Linked DNA regions of Sus scrofa: region 1 is linked to region 2. A link is a contact called in public Hi-C data. All regions are on one chromosome and are shown on one strand. Each heading gives the region's core, a stretch centred on a gene start, on an enhancer-like site or on the middle of the called end of the contact. The rest is flanking DNA. Distances are from core to core; before and after follow the strand shown.

Region 1 (6,899 bases), core at 737-3,236, 94 kb after region 2:
AACTCCTCTGCCTTTTGGGGGTGGCTGGGATGGAGGTGGGCACACTGCCACCTGCTGACCAGAATGGGATTTGGCATCCCTCTGCTCCATCCAGTTCAGCACGCAAGTCCCCGCTCCCATGATTTTTTAAAAGAAATAGTTATTGAACACCTACTATATTAAACTCTGGGCTGAAATGAAAAAAAAAAATTCCTTGTCCTTCAGGAGCTTTTGATTTGGCTCCTTAACTTTAAAGAATCGGTGAGAAAACAACAAAAACACTTCTGCACTTTCAGAGGATTTTTTTTTTTTTTAATGTAGACCAACCAATTTGGAACTGATTAATGACCATTTTTCTATGCACATGTCTCCCACATTGTGTAAATGCCCACATGTTTGCTCTTTGGAAAGATTGGAATAGATGCTTCATGTGACAATGATTTGTGAACCTGTCATGAGAGAAAATGTACTTTTACTATTACTGTACATTCATGTATTCAGAGTGCCTGCAGTGCTAGATGCTGGATGAACAGGAGTGAAAGAGGAGAAAATAAAACCCCTTGTTTCCTAGTGATCATAGGCATAGCTTGTTTGGCACAGGCATTTAAATCCTGTGTCTGCTTCTTTCTAGAGGTGTGACTTTGGACAGTTACTTAATTTACCTCTTTATACCTCAGTTTCTTCATCTGTAAAATGGGCTACTCACCACCTAGGGTTATTGTGAAGATTGAATGACTTGTACTGCTAATGACTTTACCACTACTCTCATCAGGATTACTCTCCTATGCTCTCTGAGGATATCCTGTGTCTTTCATGCTCAGTCCCCCTCTATCACATTTATGTCCTTAACCTGGTAGCAGATCTTCAGAGTATCATGTTTACATCTTTAAGGAAGAATGAGGCCCTGGTACCCCTTTCTCCTGTGTAGTTCTCACCCCTCCCTCTCCACCCTCAAAGTAGAGATGGCCTCCGTTTTTCTCAACTCTTGCAATAGAGACCCAGGACTGGTTGCCTCCTCAGAGAACAGCGTTTCTTCTAACCCTCTGTTGCTCACTTTCTTCTCTACCGGCAGACTGCCTATTTCTTAACTCTCTGACTGTGGTCCTAACGGGCTCTTCTGTTGTGGTGACCGCGCTTGGCATTTGATCTCGTCCCCCTTGTCATCTGTCACCCTAGGCCTCATCACTCTCTCTCAATCATCTTGCTCCTAAGAGGCTTGTGTTTCTAGATCTCTGCCAGTCAGAGAGCTTGTCCTTGTCTCTTGCAGGGCTGCAAACGTCCTTTGTAGGACATTGGGTGGCATCTTCCATATTTCTGTTCTTTTCACACAATTCATGTCAAATGGTAATTACACCCCAGGCCGCTGCTGCGGGGTTGGCTCCTCTTCCGCACCCAACCCTACCCCTGTTCCCTCCCCTGAATTATTCTGGAAGACTTGATGCTGAGCAATGTAGATGTCCCTGCATTGGGGGGGGGGGGATCACTTGTTTTTCAGGAGCCCAGCAACAGATTTCTCCAACTTATGTTAGAACTTAACCAATTTCCTGGCGCCTTCTGACTCCCTTTGTGACGTTTCAGTAGCAGTGAGAGTTGTGTGGGCTGGGGAGGTCATGACCCAGGCTTTTTAAAGAAATGATGTCCTGCTTCCCAAATGTAGCAGAGCCTTAATGCCCTCCTCGTCTGTAGTAACAGTAGGCACCCTTTTAGGATGGCACAAACGGTCCATTAGGATAACTGTAAACACTTAATTAGTATACACTTGAAGTTTCATTAGGAAAATAGCAGCGTAATTTCCTGAAAACCCTTTCAGATTTCTCCTGAATTATTTTTTTCAAAACAGTAAAATGATATGGCCCCAAACTGAAAATGAAAGCCAGTGATTTCAACTCTTAAAGAGCTAAAAACAACTTCACTCACATTTCACAGAAGGGATGGAGGGAAAGGAAACAATTTTCACGGTTTCTGGAAATTGTTATTTTCTTGTTAATGGTTATTTTCACTGGCAAAGGGTTATGAAAATAGTTATGAGGTTTTCCTGAAACCAAATGACTAGAGACTAAGCACATTTGAATTATATTTGGTTATATATATTGAAGATAAAATTAATTTCTCTTTTCTCATATGAAGTTTGATTTTGGTTAGAGTGAGCTGAGACTGACTTTTCAGGGCCAGAGGAAGGATAAAGAAGCCACCAGCTATAAAGTCCATTGAAATCGCTAGAAAATAGAGTCATAAAAGCAAAGCCCATCAACATTTTATATTTGTTTAGTGCCTTTAACTCTTTACATCTTCGTGTCTGCTCAAACCTTTTTCTAAGTGTTTCCATTAAAATATATTTAATAGTATATTTCGAGTCTATGAGTATCTGACTTTGGATCCATCATGTCCTTTTCAGAAAGAGGTGACACTTTCAAGTAAGGATAAATAATAAATAGAAAAGGGGCAATTTTCCATAGTGTGGGCAAAGTGTAGGTGGAACCCCAGGGGGAAATGCAGTAAACCTGGAGCTTGAAATAGTGGAAATTGTTAGCAGTCTTACATCCAGAGGGAATGGGAAAGGAAGAAGTTACTAGAATGGGAGGGAGCTAGTCTTGTACAGAAAGCCACTGTTCAGTGGGGCAGTGATCTTCAATGAAGGACATAGCCCAGCCTAAAATTGCCCCTCAGAGAGGGAGCCTGAGGGATAAATACTCTGGTCTCCTCTTGTCTTCTTTCCAGTTTTATGTTAGAACAGTTTGTTTGGGACCAACTAGAAGCCAGGAGCATGGGAGCCCTTTGATGGGGTTCATACAGATCGGAGCAGAGAGCTGGGAAAACGGTTGGATCTGAACGGAGAAATGAAGGCTCCCTGGTATATTCCACCGCCTCTCGTTTGTTCCCCCTGTCAGCCTCCACTCTTCTCCATCAGGGTTGGATGTGCATGTCCCCGACACAGGGGATGCACATAGTCCTGCCAGCAATCATGTCACCCCTGTGCGCTATCAGCTCAGTCATATCACAGCCTGAATCGAACGTGGTGGCCAGCACCAGTATTCTCCTTTTAAAATACTGGGGGAAGGGGAACGGGAGAAAAGGGGCAACTGAGGAACAGGAATGTAAGTTAGAGCTGCTCCTTCCTTCTGTGGCTGGTTATAAGGCCCGAGTGGTAGTTACAGCTGCCTCATTCCACTCGGCATTCTCTGGTTACCTCACTGTCTTGTGTCACCTGGATTGGCGAGGTCTCTTCCAGTTGATGGTTTAGGGACATAAAGACCCCCAAGTTTCCAGGGATTACCCTCTACTTCCAATGAATCAGAAAATGATATCTTTCCTTGTGGAAGAATTACTCCTTTGGACATTAGGACCTTCAAATCCACCAAGTCTAACATCTTGGAGACAGCAAGCAAGTATTCCTAAAGTGGATTATTAGGTGTCAACATGAGATGGGCCACCCTAACCTCACCCCTTGGTTTCTGGATCTGTGTATCCTCCATAGCTCCCTGGATATTTGGCTGAAATTTGAATCTTGTGTGTTCCTTTTGGATGGTGAATTCCACCAACATAGAGTTTCTTTTCTTTATATTTCTGTCCTCTATTCTCAGCTCAGTCCCTGCCTGCTATAAAATAGGTGTTCAGTAAATAATTAAGGAGCCTAATCCTAACACCTCCTGTGTGACACTGAGCAAGTTATTTATATGCTTGGATTGTCATTCTCCTCATCTCTAAAATTAGGATACCAATATCTATTCTGTTTTACTCATGAGGATGTTGTAAAGGTCAAAAGAAAATGAAGACTCTAATATATGGAAGTGCTTTGTAAACTGTGAGATGCTGAATATGCAAGATATTATTTTACATATATATTTTTTTTAAATGGCTTCACCTGCAGCATATGGCAGTTCTCAGGCCAGGGGTTAAATATGAGCCACAGCTGCGTCCTATACCACAGCTTCAGTAATGCTGGATCCTTTAACCCATTGCCCTGGGGCGGGATCAAACCCATGTATCCACAGTGACTTGAGCTGCTGCAGTTGGATTCTTAACCCACTGCACCATGGCAGGAACTCCAAGATATGACTTTACATGCTTTTTTTTTTTTTTTTTTTTATCTTTTTACTGCAGGACCTGTGGCATATGGAAGTTGCCAGGCTAGGGCAGAGCTGCAGCTGAGGCCTACGGCACAGCCATCTCAATACTGCGATGGAACTGAGCCACATCTGTGACCTATGCTCAGCTTGTGGCAAATGCCATATCCTTAATCCACTGAGCGAGGCCAGAGATCAAACCCGAATCTTTCAGACACTATGTGGGATTCTTAACCCAGTGAGCCATAACAGTAACTCCTTGTTTACATCTTAAAGATTCCTTTCTTCCTATACCCAGTTAATTGTCTGATTCATATAAGCCTGTTAACTCAAATTCCATACTTTTCATGGTAAATTTTACCTTCTGGCTAATTAATCTCCTGACTTTCACACACTTTGAACTCCAGTAGTTGAAAGCTCAATAGCTTTTTTCAAGCATCCTTGTTAAAAGTTTTCTTTTTTTCTTTTTAATAAGTTACTGTACCCTCTCAGTTTGCTAAAGCTCTCTCTCTCTCTCTCTCTCTTTTTTTTTTTTTGTAGATATACTCATTCCCATTTTCTCCAATGATCAGTATGCTCCTGAATGTATTAAAGGGCCATCACGAGACATCTTGAGTCTTGCACACTTTTCTCTTAGTTTTTGTTTTTCTTCCTTGTAATAATGCTGTGTTCATCTGTAACTTTGTTAGGTAAAATGATCTATGTGACATAATAATCATGGAGCACTTAGCAGTTTATAAACATCCATTTAATCATCACAACAATCTTATGAAGTTGTAGTGTCCTTTCTACGGAGAAGATATCTGATATCAAATTCCAAGTAATTTTTTGGATGGGGACTTAATTTTTAAAAAGCAGTTTTAGGTTCATATCAAAATCGGGAAGAAAATACAGATATTTCCCACATAGCCCATTCTCACACATTTGCATAGCCTCCTCCATTATCAGCATCCCCTACCAGGCCAGTACCTTTATTACAAGTGAGGAACCTGCATGGACACATCATAATCACCCAAAGTCCATAGTTTACATTCCGGGGATCTGGACAAGTGTATAATGACATGTATCTGTTATTGCAGTATCATAGAGAGTGTTTTCACTGACCTGAAAATTCTCTGTACGCCACCTACCCATCGCTCTCCCTTTCTCTGCCCCCTGGCAACGACTGATCTTTTCACTGTCTCTAGAGTTTTGCCTTTTCCAGAATGTTATATAGTTGGAGTCATATAGTACGGAGCCTTTTCAGATTGGCATTTTTCACTTCGTCCTATGAGTTTAAGATTTATCCGTGTCCCTTTGTGTTTTGATGGTGCCTTTGGGGGAGGGATAACAATATTCCAGTTGTCTGGATGTACCACAGTTTATTTAGCCATTCACCTAATGAAGGATATCTTCGTTGCTTCCAGGTTTTAGCAATTGGGAATAAAGGTGTGGTAAACATCTCTGTTGGGTTTTTGTGTGGACAGAAGTCTTCATCTTTTTTGGGTAAATTCCAAGGACTATGATGGCAGGATCATATGGAAAGAGTATGTTTAGTTCTGTAAGAAAACTTCCCAGCTGTCTTCCAAAGTGGCTGTACCGTTTTGCATTCCCACCAGCAATGAATGAGAGTGCCTTTTGTTCCATATCCTTGCCAGTATTTGGTGCTGTCAGTGTTCCTGTGTTTGGCCGTTTTAATAGGTGTACAGTGTTATCTTGTTTTAATTTTCATTTCCCTGGTGAAATATGATGTGGAGCATCTTTCCATATGCTTATTTTCCATCTGTATATCTTTGGTCTGTTCAGTGCTGTTAAGGTCTTTGGGCCATTTTTTTTTAATGATGCTGTTTATTTTCCTGTTGTTTAGTTTTAAGAACTCTTTATGTATTTTGTTTTACAGTCCTTTATCAGAGGTGACTTTTGCAAATATTTTCTTGCAGTCTGTGGCTTGTCTTCTCATTCTATTGACATTGTCTTTTGCAAAGTGGAAGTTTTTAATTTAATAACGTTTAGGCTATCAATTATTTCTTTCATGGATTGTGCTTTTGGCATTGTATATGAAAAGTCATGGCCATACTCAGCGCCATCTAGGTTTTCTCCTGTGTTATCTCCTTAGGCTTTCAGAGTTTTGCTTTTACATTTAGGTCTATGATTGCTTTTGAGTTCATTTTTGTGATGGGTGTATATACTTTTCATTTCCTTTTTTTTTTTTTTTTTTTTTTGTCTTTTTCTAGGGCTGCATTTGCAGCATATGGAGGTTCCCAGGCTAGTGGTCTAATCGGAGCTGAAGCCACCAGCCTACACCAGAGCCACAGCAATGCAGGATCCAAGCCATGTCAGCAACCTACCCCAGAGCTTACGGCAACGCCAGGTCCTTAACCAACTAAGCAAGGACAGGGGTCGAACCTGAAACCTCATGGTTCCTAGTGGGATTCGTTCACTGAGCCACAACGGGAACTCCTCATTTCCTTTTCTTGTTTTATCACATTAGCTAGGACCCAAGTAACTTTTTGAAGGACACAGAGAGTCCTTCAGAGAGTTAAACTCGTATCCATTTGGTGCCAAAGCCCATACCCTTTAATAATTAAACTAGCTTGCATTCAGTGCTCCTTTCCTTAATTCTCACCCTCCTTTTTTTGCAACCTCTTAAAATAGTATTTTATTATTTTTATTTATATTACACTAATTTCTCTTTTATGGGCTTATAATTTTTATCTTTTATTTGTTGTCATTTCTACTTCCATTTGCCATCTTTATTGTGTTTTTAAGTAGGTTGCTACTTTACTTTTTGACTTGGCTTTAAAAAAAAAATCAGACTGCCTTCTCTGCAAAATTCTGTCAGCATGGGATGTGGAATTTGAAATTTAACTTTCACTT
Region 2 (6,682 bases), core at 1,746-4,245:
AAGAAAAAAAAAAGTTAAATACCTACATGATTTTTTCTGAAACAATTCTGGAGTGCTCCTAATCCAAATTTGGTTTGTAGTCTTTTTCAGAGTACCAGCATCAGAAGCTGCTACTTCTTATCCAAACCTATATTTCTGGTCCTGACATATGGGAAAGACCATTTGGTCCTAAGTATTCAACAATGAGGTCATATGGCTGGACGTCTTAATTTGGTAGGACTGGTACCTTATAATAGAGAGAGACAAGGGAAGCAAGGCACAGAAAACAGACCATAGAAAGACATGTCAAGAATGCAGCATCTGCCAGCCAGGAAAAGTCTTGGCAGAAACCAACCCTGACGGCACCTTGATCTTAGACTCCCGGCATCCATCACTGTTAGCAAATAAATTTCTGTTGTTTAAAACACCCAGCCTGTCATATTTAGTTATGGTAGCCCTAGAAGACTAAAACCCTTTCTAATAGTTACCAAAGCTAGCCTAGGAGACGGTGCATCAGATCAATCACAAATATATGATCCAAGGGAAAATCAAGCAAGAATCAGTGATGGCCTTGGCCCTGCATCTGGGGTGTGGTTCTATTCCTAGAGCTTATACCATAACTTTGGAAGGCAACTGGTGAAAAAAGTTAATGGTAGCTCAGTTGTTTAACCTGTATACAGTGAGCTCCCACAATGAACTAGATATGAGAAATCCAGGGAATAATTGGACAAGGTCTCCAAGTAAGCAAAAAAATGTGATATCATAGGAGAGGGGCTGTAATGAACACAGAGTGGGTAGAACATGGGACTGGACCAGGTCTGTGAATTCCAGCTGTCTTTGAACTCCAGCTCTACTATTTGCACTAACCTTATGGACTGGGCAAACTGCACAGCCTCTCTTCTCTAAGCCTAGATTTTCTTATCTATAAAATAAGTTTAATGCACACACTCCATAAAGCTATTGGGAGAATAAATATTTTATGCAAAGCAAATTTAAAGGACATGACACATAGTAGATACTCAATAAAGTGTGTATACTGTCATGATTTTAACTGTGCTCAAAATTGCTTGAAGTCCATCCTAAAAGGATTATTCCCTCTACATGGAAATATCAAGGAAGAATTCTTTTTTTCATGTTTTTTAGGATATGTGATTTTTAAAATATATGATACTTACATATAACGACATTTGTTTGGGAGACACTGAACATTATTTTCACAGAATGGTTCCATCTTTAGTAGATGCAAATTACTCCATTTAGAATGGATGGACAATGAAGTCCTACTGTACAGCGCAGGGAACCATATCCAATCTCTTGGGATAGGACACGATGGGGTATGATAGGAGAAAAAGAATTTATATATATGTATGGCAGGGTCACTTTGCTGTACAGCAGATATTTGCACAGCATTGTAAATGAACTATAAGAAAAAAATGTGAAAAAGTAAAAAAATACAGTAAAAAAAATTTTTTCTACTATCGGTGCTTCTTGGGCTTTGAAGAGATGGCTGTCACAGTCAACTTGTAGATTTCTAGGAAGCAGGAGACCTGCCTGGTAAAGTGGGTGGGCAGGCCGTGGATGCTGGTAAAACACGTGTGTGGGGGGTTGGTTATTGTGTTGACCTGGCCTAGAGTACAGGAGAGTTTGAATTTTCCAGGAAGTTAAAAGCAATTTTTTTTTTTTTTTTTTTTTGGCGCTTAGGACTGAACACAATAAATTAAGTACCTTCTGATTGGTTTCAGATTTGCTGGTCTCCAAGGAATTTGAAAAGGGTGTGGCAATTACGCAATAGTGGAAGCTCCATGTACCAAATAAACTAAGTATTTTGAGGCTTGCACAAGTTCTGAACATGGTCCAGGCCATTCGAGTAAACATCTATTTCTCAAAACTGAAGTTGTTGAAGAAAAAAAAAGGCAGTATCTATCAAGAACGAATCCGTTTATGCAGGGAAAGAAAAAGGGTTTTATCCTAAGCCTTTCAGTAAATGCTCTTTTATTCAAGGATGATCTGTCATGCTTAATAGTGACTTACAGGCATTCTTTTTATTAGGGTGATATTTTGTTCAATAGGTAATGTTTATCCATATTCATACCCGGGGGGGGGGATTTAAAATATAGGCAAAGTAGAAGTGGCTTGAGAGACTCCATGGAGATGAACTGAGAGGCAGCTAAAAGCAAAGTACTATTGTGGCGACTGGCTTACAAATTGCATCTGGAAAGTGTGCAAAGATTCACAGCAGACTTCCTGAACTCACCAGGCTGTACACGTTCCACTCTGCTGGCCTTGATAATGCTGCTATCTCATAGTGTTGTCGTGAGCACCGAAGAGTGACATGCCCCTGGTCAAGTTGGTACACAGTAGGTACTTTTCAACTGTTAGTTCCCTTTTCTTTAATTCCAAGTGCTAAAATCCTGCCCATATCGAAATTATTTTCATCTTTAAGATGTGTGTATGTGTGTGTTTACATGCATGTGTGATAGATAGGGGTGTTCTTAATAAAATGTCCCTGATGGTGATGGATGCAATGATTAATCAATCTTGCAAAAGGTGTTCAGCTCCATCTCATTTCTTTTTCATTTATTTAAGGGACAATGAAGTTCTTTTTTTTTTTTTTATTCTTCTTCTTTTCAGGGCCAAACCCATGGCAGATGGAAGTTCCCAGGCTAGGGGTCAAATTGGAGCTGCAGCTGCCAGCCTATGCCACAGCCACAGCAACGCGGGATCCAAGCCACATCTGCAACCTACACCACAGCTCACAGCAATGCTGGATCCCCCGCCCACTGAGCGAGGCCAGGGATTGAACCTGCATCCTCATGGAGACTTGTCAGATTTGTTTCTGCTCCACCACAATGGGAACTCTGAGTTCTATTTTTTATTGTACAGTACTGTATATATAATATCTATATCTATAGATGGATAGATAGATAGAAATGGGGGGGCTTAAAAATTGGGGGGTTAGGAGAAGAAATGTATGTAAAATGGAAACTGTGGCACCATGTCCAGTACATAAAGGGGCAGGCCAGGGGCCTCTTTCATGGGGTTCAAAGGGAGGCAGGTGGCTGATAGAAAAGCGTCTTTGTTCAGGAGTTGAGAATCAGCTGAGTGTTGCAGGACAAGGACTCAACAGCCTGCTGTGAGATGAAGGTTTTATCATGAGGACCATAAATCTGACCATAAGGCCAGAGTCTTGTGCTGGAACAAGGTTTTTGATAGGAGGAAAGGACACACTTTCTAGGGATGTGGTTACAAGGCAAGATTCCTCAGGGTCAGTGGGGTGACCTAGCAACCCAATAATGACGATGTGTATCTAATCTCCAAAAGGCCTTTGACCACATCTGTCTAACAGTCTAGCTCTGATAATTCTGAGGTTGTGTGTTGACTGATATTCTCTTTGAAAAGAACTTTGAACTTGAGTTTCAAACTAGAAAGAAAAAGTCATCAATAGTTCAAGAAAAAGCAAGGCAGATGATGAGCCCTGGTGTGGGCTGTTGAGTAGTAAAATGGACTGCAAATACATGCCAGGAATTTATATTAGGGAGTGAATTGGAAGCTGAGCCTTCCTGGAGAAGCTTTCAACAAAGAAAGTTACTTCTTTCTCTGCTTCATGCAGGACGCTATGTTGATTCTCCTTTCTTTTTTCTTTTTTTTTTTTTTTTCCAAATGGAAAAAATAGTGCATGAGCAGACAAAGATAGCCAATGTGACAGTTTAATTTTTGTTTTTTTCTTTTTCTTTTTAGGGTAGCACTTGTGGCATGTGGAAGTTCCCAGGCTAGGGGTCGAATCAGAGCTGCAGCTGCCAGCCTATGCCACAGACACAGCCACATGGGACCCGAGGGGAATCTGCAAACTCCGCTGCAGCTTGGGGCAAAGCCAGATCCTTAAGTCACTAAATGAGGCCAGGGACCGAACCCACATCTTCACAGAGACAATGTCAGGTCCTTAATCTACTGAGCCACTACAGGAACTCCCAAAATTTGAGTTTTGTAAAGCACAAAATACCACACACATTTCTCTGCTGTTTGCCAGCACGTTAATGTGGGCCTCAGCCCCGAGCTCTGTCAGTGGTCTGCCAGTCCTGCTAAATTAAGGAAAGGAACTTGGCCTCATGTATTTCTCTTTCCCCCCACATTGTGCACCACTACAAAAACAAAAACAGAATCAAAAACAAATAAAACACAACAAACAAAAGCAAAATCCCATGCAAGACCAGCACATGACTTAACCTCCATGGCGATTAAACATTATAGAGGCTGAACTCATGAAATAGTGAGGGTTGGATCAGCTATTGCTGTGAGGCTATTACCATTTTTGAGTCTGGCCCAGACATGCTGTTCAATTAAGGAAGGTACTAAATCCAGGGATTTGGAATTAGGTGTCTAATTATGGATTGTGATTACTTGTGGGCCTTTAACATGCCTGAAAATATACTGAGTGATGCAGGTCAGGGCTCCTAGGCTCATTGTGGCTTCTTGTTTGAGGAGTTCTCCCCAATGGAATCTTCCCCACACATTTCTCTTAGACTGGACTCTTTTTGATCCAGGAAGGAGGCCAAGCACTTTATGGGTAATTCTTGAGTACGTCCTTTGGTACAAATTTACATCTTGGTGGTCTGTCTTATGATTCAATTCTATATCTGCTAGAGTTTGTACCTTGGGTCTTTTAGTTGCAACTTCCAATTTAAGAATCTGAGGAATGAGGGGTGGAGAGAGATTTGATGATTATGGTTTTCTTCTTTATGCTTATCTGTATTTTCTTCACTTTTTATAATAACCATATGCTGCTTTTATAATAAGAAAATTCATGTGAAAGTGTCACTCATTAATTTCATTCTTTTTAATTCTAAAATGCTCAGTGATACTTGGATAACTTTGTAATTGATACTATTCATGTGCAGAAACATTGAATGCAGAAATAAGGCAAAACAGTCATTCTACTGCAAGGAATTCCCATTGTATCTAATCAGGTGACACACCTTGGCTCATTGTTCCATTACTGGTGGGGTTAACGCTGCTGGTCACTTTATCAAGAGGTACCTCCCTGGTTTTACTATGTGACGTTGCTTTTTCATTTTAATTAATAAGTAATTGTGGGGAGACAACTTATAACCAGGTAAAACTTTGCTCCTTATCCCACCTTCACTCATCAACTTTAGCACATAATATTTACGTAAGTTTACTATTACCATGATGATGGCCAAATAGTGATTTTTCTAATTTCGCAATTCATTCTACACTTTTTAGTTGGGCTTCTACTCTAAGCAAGAAGTTTCTTTTCTCTTATTTATTTAGTCATATATTTATTTGATCCTTATTTTATTAAATGGGTGATAATTTGTTAACATTTTTACTTATTTTGATACTCAAATTGTTTAAGATTTGGCCAGTAAAAGCCTTTTCAAACTGGTTACTGAGTTTGTTTGATATGTTTCCTATCATTTTTTGGAATGTGCTAGGCTCATTTTGTTCTTTCCCTATTCAAATCCTGGAATATAGGTACTTTTTCCAGATGCCTTGGTTCTGTTTCGTGTAGAGTGATATTCAGAAGCCAAAGTTCTGGGCGATGAGTGTGCTTATTCCTGTTGAGATACTGATGCCCCACACCTCTTCAGTGAACAGAATGATAAAAATACATCTGTATATATTCATTCATGTCTATATTTCTATTTCTGTATCTATCTACATATACTGAAAAACATGAGTTCACAATCATGCCTCCTATTCCAGTTCAGCACCACAAGATATATTCTAGTTTCTCTCCTTGCTGTGTTTGTAACTTTTTTCTCCGACATTGAGAAATATTGCTGTCACTATTCTCATCATATTAACTTCTTTTTAAAATCTCTAATATCCTTAATCTCCTGACATCACTAGGTTTTTGCCCCATTTGGACAACCTCCTTGCATGGGTCCTGAGTCACTTAGGCACCCTTCTTATTTAGATTCTGAATTATGCTGGGATGTTTTCTTGTCCTCTTGGGACCCTCATGGCCACCACTGGACTGCCATCAAAGTAGGAAGGAAAGAGAGAAGAAAGGAGGAAGCAAATCTGAAGGAACATTTTCAATGTTAATTATATTTTTTAAAAAGCCATTTGCATACTCATTATCTTTTTGGAAACTCAAGATATAGATCACATAACTTTACAGACATTATTTTAGAATCATTGCATTGAGGCCTGAAGTAAAAGTTAAAGAGATTTTAATTAAATTATCTCATTTAACACATATGCAATTGGGAGTTCCCGTCAGCGTGGCTCAGTGGTTATTGAACCCCACTAGCATCCGTGAGGACGTGGGTTCGGTCCCTGGCCTCACTCAGTGGGATAAGGATCTGGTGTTGCCATGAGCTGTAGTGTAGGTCTCAATGTGGCTCAGATCCTGCCTTGCTGTGGCTGTGGCATAGGGCAGTGGCTACAGCTCTGATTGGACCCCTAGCCTGGGAACCTCCATATGCTGAAAATGTGGCCCTAAAAGACAAAAGGACAAAAAACAAAAACAAAAACATATATGCAATAGATAGTCAGAGACGATAAGTTAATTGGAAAGGTCAAATCATTAATCAGAAGTCATAGTCTAAATAAGAAGTCAAGATATCTGAGTTGCTGGAAGGTTCTATCTTCACCGGATCATTCTGGTGCATTAGAAAATGGCTTATTGAAAAACAAACAGCCCCCCAAAAACCCAAAACAAAAAGGAGTTCCTACC

The links. Hi-C and Micro-C count contacts between places; a contact is called where the count stands out from the background.
Region 1: a Hi-C map of retroperitoneal adipose tissue shows a contact between it and region 2, with 2.0 times the contacts expected there. The contact joins two enhancer-like sites. A contact is called at or near these places in 6 of 47 Hi-C or Micro-C datasets (alveolar macrophages, heart right ventricle, mesenteric adipose tissue and 3 more) and 1 of 2 datasets of contacts at active chromatin or transcription factors (alveolar macrophages).

Annotation. Positions count from the first base shown.
Region 1 is chr8:118,662,330-118,669,228 of Sscrofa11.1, forward strand. The region is part of intron 6 of SLC39A8 (zinc transporter ZIP8); the gene reads left to right. Among named protein-coding and RNA genes, the nearest start is that of SLC39A8, 61 kb to the left of the region's middle. Within about 2 kb of position 1,987, at least 4 of the 83 cell types and tissues checked have an H3K27ac peak or open chromatin away from gene starts, as enhancers often do. A contact at or near this core is called in omental adipose tissue and retroperitoneal adipose tissue, where this site is marked.
Region 2 is chr8:118,566,881-118,573,562 of Sscrofa11.1, forward strand. No RefSeq gene overlaps it. Among named protein-coding and RNA genes, the nearest start is that of SLC39A8, 35 kb to the right of the region's middle. Within about 2 kb of position 2,996, at least 7 of the 83 cell types and tissues checked have an H3K27ac peak or open chromatin away from gene starts, as enhancers often do. A contact at or near this core is called in omental adipose tissue and retroperitoneal adipose tissue, where this site is marked.